2 separate regions of the Mus musculus genome follow, and region 1 is linked to region 2. A link is a contact called in public HiChIP or PLAC-seq data. All regions are on one chromosome and are shown on one strand. The core of a region is the stretch at or near the end of the contact, and the rest is flanking DNA. Distances in the headings are between cores, read along the strand shown. Region 1 holds the start of Tbc1d14 (TBC1 domain family, member 14). Region 2 has its middle 79 kb from the start of Gm52811.

Region 1 (3,215 bases), core at 711-3,210, 580 kb before region 2:
TATGGCTGGAAGGTGAGGAGTCGTGAGGACTCCTGTGCGTATCCAATACGAACGAATCCATTGTGCTGAAGTTTGAAATGAGACTGAAGCCAGTTCCTGCTTCCCAGTCAGTGTTTAAATCCAGCTGTGAGGGCACCAATGGGTGTGATGGAACCTGGCATTGTTTTCAGTTCAAACTGCCAGGAACTTAAGCACCTTTGAAATTTCTATTATGTAGCAAATCCTGAGGGATGCCCTGCAAGTCTCTCAGCTCTCTGCAAGCCAACAAAAGACTGCCCAGTCCATTTAAGCCTCTACCCTCCTGCCATTGTAAGTTGGTGCTTAGAGTAATTACAGTCATGATCCAGAAAGGGAAGTTGAAGCCAGTGTCTATCAAGTAGTTTGTAGGCTCCTAGAATGGCTAGAGTCTGGAGTCCCCCAGCCCAGCAGACACCCTACTTGGATGGGTCTCACGATGAAAGTCAATGCTGTCAGGCTCTCAGGTAGACCTTCTTCCTGTGCATTGAACAGGCACAGGGCTGGGCTTATTTAGCTGAAGGCTCTGGTGTGATGGACTGAGAACCTCATGGCCTCAGGTGGCTGGGTGGGACCCGACATTGTTTCCTTGTGAAACAGCACATGCCATGTGGAAGTTTAAAAGTTACAACACATGTGCAGACCCAAGACACTCAGATATGGCTCGACTCTTGGTCTGTTTCTTCTCTCCTCCCTACCCTCCTTGGAACTGAAGTCAGGCCACTGAGCTATCCCCCAACCTCTCTCTGTCTTCTTTCATCCCTGGGGACGGTGTGCATTTCATAGCTTTTGATATAGCCTTGGTCTTGTAAGCCCTTCCTCTGGACTGTGTTCAGATTTGTGAAAATATTTTAAAATATTTGAGAGAGTTGTACAGAGGTTGAACCATCACCTAATGTTTTGAAATGAATGTACAATTGAAACAAAAGTGGTGGTACATTCCTATAATCCCAGAACTGGGGAGGTAGACTCGGGAGGATCAGGAGTTCAAACTCATTGTTTTCTAGGTTGCAACTTTGAGGCTAGCACAAACAGAACTGTAACCAAGACAAATGGATTTCCTCCTGCTTGCTTCCAGGTACCTGCCAGGGCAGGGAAATTCCTCTTCCTGTAGGACTGTGATGGTTCCAGCCTCATGTGATGGTTCCTGGCTGAAATGCAGTCAGGTTTTAAAGGGGCTTGTTTGTGTTTGTAAATTTTCGGGGTCTGACAACTCCTAGAATAAACCCAAATCATCCCAAGTACCCTTTGTATGGATCCAACAAACACTCATGTCTCTGCTTTTTGAGGCTTAGGAAACGAGTGCAGGTGAGTTCAGGAAGGGAAATGCAGCACAATGACCTGGCCTGATAGAAGACATCCTCCATAGACATCTGGCTTAACTCTGCTCAGCTCTAGCTGACTTCTACCTCCTGAATTATACTTTTTCATAGATTGTGTCTCTGTAATTTTTGCTACTTAAAAAGGTAAAATGTGCATAAAGCCAGGTGTGGTGGCACACACCTTTAATACATAGGTGGATCTCTGTATCTCAGGCTAGAGAAAGATGCTGTCTAGTGAGGCCTCTTCTAGTTCCTAAGCGAGACCATCACACAACTTTCAAAACACACTGATGATGAACCCTGTCTTGTCACCTCCTGAGCCTGCTGGGCGTTGTATACTGAAATATTAAAGTGAAGACAAAAGTTGGCGAACTACAGCGCTAGGCACTAAGCGCAATGAAACAGTGATCAGAAAAGCCCGTTTGACAGGTGACAGGCTAAGGCTATACCGGGAGGGCATTCCAAGGTCAATGATCTGTAACCTGCGCTCACGTGTACCCCTAAATACTCCCGTGGGCTGTTAAGACTCCCCCAGCTGCTGGACAGGGGCGTCCCATCGATGCGCTCCGCCGCTCGGCTCCCCACGCCTGGATCAGCCCCATGCGCTGCTTTCCCCCTCCCTCCCACTTCCCACTTCCAAGATGGCCGCGGGCGGAGCCGACCAGGTAAGGGGCCTCCGCCAGGCGTCTGCGGTGCCGGTATGGACACTGTGACTCTCTCGGAACTTTCCTTGCAGCCCTTCCTGGGCCTGAGGACAGAAAAGGGCCAGGGACACAACTCCCGAAACCCAGGACGGATACTTGGCAGGCCGGAGGAGCAGCGGTAGTAAATAGCAGGCTCCTAAGCTCTACGGAGCTGCGGCGGGGGGCGAGAGCCCTGGCGGAAGAGCAGTGGAAGCTTAGCGGGGGCGTGGCTAGGGAGCGTGAGGGCGGCGATAGGGAGCGCGGGGCGTGGTAACGCTCCTGTCCCCCGGAGTGTGACTAGGGACGAGCGTGGGGTGTGGCTAGTGAGCTCTCGGGGGCGTGGCTCTGGAGTGCGGGGCGTGGCGGTACGCCTGAGGCCCTGGGAGCGAGCGATTTGCGTTGGGTGTTGGGCTAAAGAGGCTCAGCGGAAGGGAAGAGAAGCAGCCTTGTGGGGGCGTGGCTGCGTGGCGTGGGCGTGGCGGGGGTGGGGTCTGGCGCTGGCTGCTTTTAGCCGCGGGCGGCCGGCAAGCACCTGCTGAGGCTGGGCATCTGCGGAGTCTACGCTCTTAGCCCAGCGAGTTGCGGGCCCCACGGGGCCTGGGCTGCGGGCCACGGGCCGGGGAGATGGCGTTGGAGCTGCGGTAGCTCGGGTACTGAGGGGGCTCTGCAGGGTCAAGCTGAGAGGTTGCGGATGGCTGACCGCTGCCACCTGCTGCTGCGTCGGCCAGGCAGGGAGGTCTGAGAGGGCGGCTGGGAGGGCTGGGGTCCGGCTGACGTGCGACTGCCCTCGGCCAGCGCTTGTCGCGACGTGCGCCTTTTCCAGAACTTGGTGAAAAGTTTTCTCCTCAGATGTGGTGCTGCGAGCTGTAGAGGTGTCTGCTCTGTGCGCCCTGAGCCAGCGTCCTCAGACCCCTGTCCTGTTCACATCTCTGCCTTTACTCCTTTTCAGACCCTGAGGTATTCAGATCTCTGTCCTTCTCAAACCCCTCTCCTGTTCAGATCCTGGTGCTCCTCAGACCCCTGGCCTCTTCAGATATGGTCCTCAGACCCCTGATGTGTCTCGGATCTCCATCCCCCTAAGACGTTTTTTCCCAAATCTTGCTAAAGTTTTCTCAGACCGGAGGCTACGATTGGCTCGTCCAACTTTCACGGGGCTGTGGGCTACCAACCGAGTTTGCTCTGAGGATCTGAGCCT
Region 2 (3,087 bases), core at 464-2,963:
GGCCAGGACTTTCTGGCTTGCCACTGGGCTAATGGCCGCATTGGCAGCCTGCAGCTGGTGTCACTGTGGCCCACACGTTCAGCTCTGCTAATGACTTGCCCAGATTTTGGCAGTATTGGGCTCAGGAGGCAGTATTGAGCTGTGCCTGCCAGCATGACAATGACCGGGGCAATGACAAATCAGCCATAATGACAGCGTCAGTCTTGGCTGCGCATCAACTCCAGCACATGGCGCACCTCACAGCTCACAGGACAGTTCTGGCAGTGGCCCTGAAGCAGATGTGCAAGCCATTCCACGGTGGAGCGAGACCCTTAGCCACGGTGCCAGCCAGATCTAAGAATGCTCAGACCACCCATGACCACAGCGGGTGACTGGCATGGTCACAGCAGGGACCAGCATGGGAAACAAGTCCTCACGTCATAGTAAGAGCACCAGAGACTCCGAGTAGTGAAGGTGACGCAGTTAATTTTATGACCTTACAGAGTTGTGGGTCAGCCTAGAGAAAGGGCTAGAGTGGCTGGTGCACAGATTTAGTGAAAAAAAAAAAATGGTAGTCTTTATGTTTCTCATCACAGTTCCCTGCCCCTGTGAATGCATTAGCCGAGTTCTTCAGAGAGGTACAAACTTCAGTGATCTAACATAATCCCTACCCCAAACTCCCAATCCTCCTGAATCCCACGATTCCCTTGTTTCTGCTCCATCCCATAGCTGCCTGTGACTTTCCAACCTTGGATAAACTGAGAGCAGAGCCAGGCAAGCAGGCACCAGCTGGGAGCTAAGGAGGACAGCGCCCAGCGCCTCCTGTTCCTGCAGCTGCCTCCTGGGCTCTGGGCTCTAGATATGCCTCAATCTTAAAGTGGACCAGGAGGAGTTGGTCCTTACATTGGTGGGACCAGGGGAGGTAAGAGATGAGAAGGGAGAGAGAGCCCTGGGCAAGAACTAGATCAGGTGAGGGACATGGTCCCATAGGCCCTCAGGTCAAGATGGGAAACTAGGAAAGGAGCCAGGACCTTGTGGCTGCAGTGAGAGTGTGCTCTGAAGACAAAACCACTGGGACTCACTTCTGGCTGAAGAAAAATGTCACTGAGTGCCTAGTTTGGGGCCTGTCAGGGTGCTGAGTAAGAGACAGGCACGGTCAAGCTCAAGAGAACAGACAGTGTGGAAGTGGAGTATAAAATGCTGGAGCCCCACCAGTGCCTAATGGGCCCATGTGCTGCTCCTGGGGAGAGGGGTAGGCTGGGACAGGACAGCAGCCAGCTTACGAGTGAGTCACACCACAGTGAGGCCACGGAGATCAAGTGTGGTGGAGCCCAGAGCAGAAGGTACCCATCTGCAGGACAGGGCAACACAGGCAGATGTGCTGGGCCCATTCCCAGGACAGGGCAACGCAGCCAGATGTGCTGGGCACGCTGTATTCTTAGGAAAGTCAGAAGTGAGGTGGGGATACTGAGGAAGCAGAAGACAGGAAATTATCTGGGGAAGAGAGAAAAATGGCCATGGGGGTGGGGCAAGCAGGAAAGTCGGCAAAGGGAGGAGGGCCTCTACAGATTTGGATCACAGAACCGAGTGGAGACCACCCTAACTATGGTGTTCTGAGCTGACAGAGTGGTGTATGTGTGTCCTCAGGCTACTGAAAGGCTGCAGCACCTCCAGACTCCATGCCTTCTTCCCGTGAGGTCTAGAGGGTTTGATCAGATCACGTGGCCAGCACAGGAAGCCCTTTGGTGTGTTTTGGTGCCTTCTGCTCCGCCTGTCAGCTATAAAGCAGGAGTACTGCCTCCAAATATAGACATAAGAGACAAGATGGCCAGCGCACCCGTAGACAAGAACTACCAAGGGTCCCCGCATCTGGTACAAGAGACAACCAGAGATGTTGTCATGGTACAGTGTGCCTGGACCATGCAGGGTCAGCAGCAAGCATCGGGTGGAGTGGTCCAACCTTAGTTCTAGGATGCAGGCAGTGGGCTATGATAATGAATTGCAGTTTTCCAGGCTGTGTGAGTTCTTTGCCCTCCCTGTGTGTCAGCAGTCCTTGTCCCACCCTAGCCATGTATCTCAGGTGGACATACCTGCAACCAATTGTGCACTCTGTAAGCCCACTAGAGGGACAGACTGTGATCTCAAGGCTGCTGGGCATTAGACATCACCGCTTTGTAGGTCCCCTACGGGGTGTGATATGAGCTTGGCCCAGTGACATTCTAAGGCAAGCCTATGCTGTGTAGCAAAGGGGATAGAAGCCTCTCTCATGCGTATAGATTTGGGAGTGGTTTCCCTGAGCTGTGCTGTCAGCCATTCAGGTGCCTCCATGATCCCTTAATCTCCCTTTTCAATCATTCCAGATACAGCAAACGGATTGGGCATATTGGTCTTATTAGACCCCCACTTTGCTCCTCAGAGATCCAACCAGCAGTATGTCTTATGTGTAGCACTCAGCATCACATCTGGCAGACCGCTGAGGCAAACATCCCTTAGAAGCAGGGGGCACAGGCTCTGGATTGGCCAGTCTGCACAAGAACAGTCACTTGGCATTTCTAGAGACAGGTGGGCCTGAAGAGAGCCACACTGTGGGCCAGCTAGACTCCTAGAGGGGAGGCTTGCACCCTAGGCAGGAAACAGCTGCTCTGCTCTGCCTGGTGCTTACGAAGGGTCCTTGTTGGGGCATTCACCATGTTCCTGTACTGCCTGGCTCCCACCTTCAGCTCAGGAGGAATGCATACCTGTCTCCTCCCATGGAGCCTCTATCCCAGATGTGCCTCCCACCTGAGCTCTTGACTGCCTTCCCATGAGGAGAGAGGTGTTTTTAAACAGCCTTATAAAACCCATGTCTCTGTCACAAACTTCCCAAGTCACAGACATCTAATAGTGTTTCCTGCGGAGGCTCCTGCTGTGCACCTAATAGGCTCTGTGACAGCGGGTTACAGACTATAAGCCACAGCACAAGTACCCTAGGGGGCTCTGTGGCCAAGCACTCAGTCATCCTCTGCTTTAAATGACACTGAGGAGACCCCTCATTCTCATCCAGCCCACCGGGACTCCAAAACCAAAGACATCACTTAAAAACTGGCTCAGTGACACTTGGCCAATGCT

The links. HiChIP or PLAC-seq counts read pairs in DNA pulled down with a chosen protein or histone mark.
Region 1: an H3K27ac HiChIP or PLAC-seq map of T-cell acute lymphoblastic leukemia shows a contact between it and region 2, with 3 times the contacts expected there. The contact joins the promoter of Tbc1d14 here to the enhancer-like site in region 2. A contact is called at or near these places in 9 of 39 promoter capture datasets (the 3T3-L1 cell line, cranial neural crest, embryonic stem cells and 4 more), 4 of 115 datasets of contacts at active chromatin or transcription factors (T-cell acute lymphoblastic leukemia, astrocytes, embryonic forebrain and 1 more) and 1 of 9 other capture datasets (embryonic stem cells).

What each region holds. Positions count from the first base shown.
Region 1 is chr5:36,581,142-36,584,356 of GRCm38.p6, reverse strand. Tbc1d14 (TBC1 domain family, member 14) reads left to right here and starts at 1,960. Exons shown (of 14, transcript NM_133910.3): 1 at 1,960-2,002.
Region 2 is chr5:36,004,932-36,008,018 of GRCm38.p6, reverse strand. No RefSeq gene overlaps it. Among named protein-coding and RNA genes, the nearest start is that of Gm52811, 79 kb to the left of the region's middle. Within about 2 kb of position 1,713, at least 36 of the 459 cell types and tissues checked have an H3K27ac peak or open chromatin away from gene starts, as enhancers often do. A contact at or near this core is called in T-cell acute lymphoblastic leukemia, where this site is marked.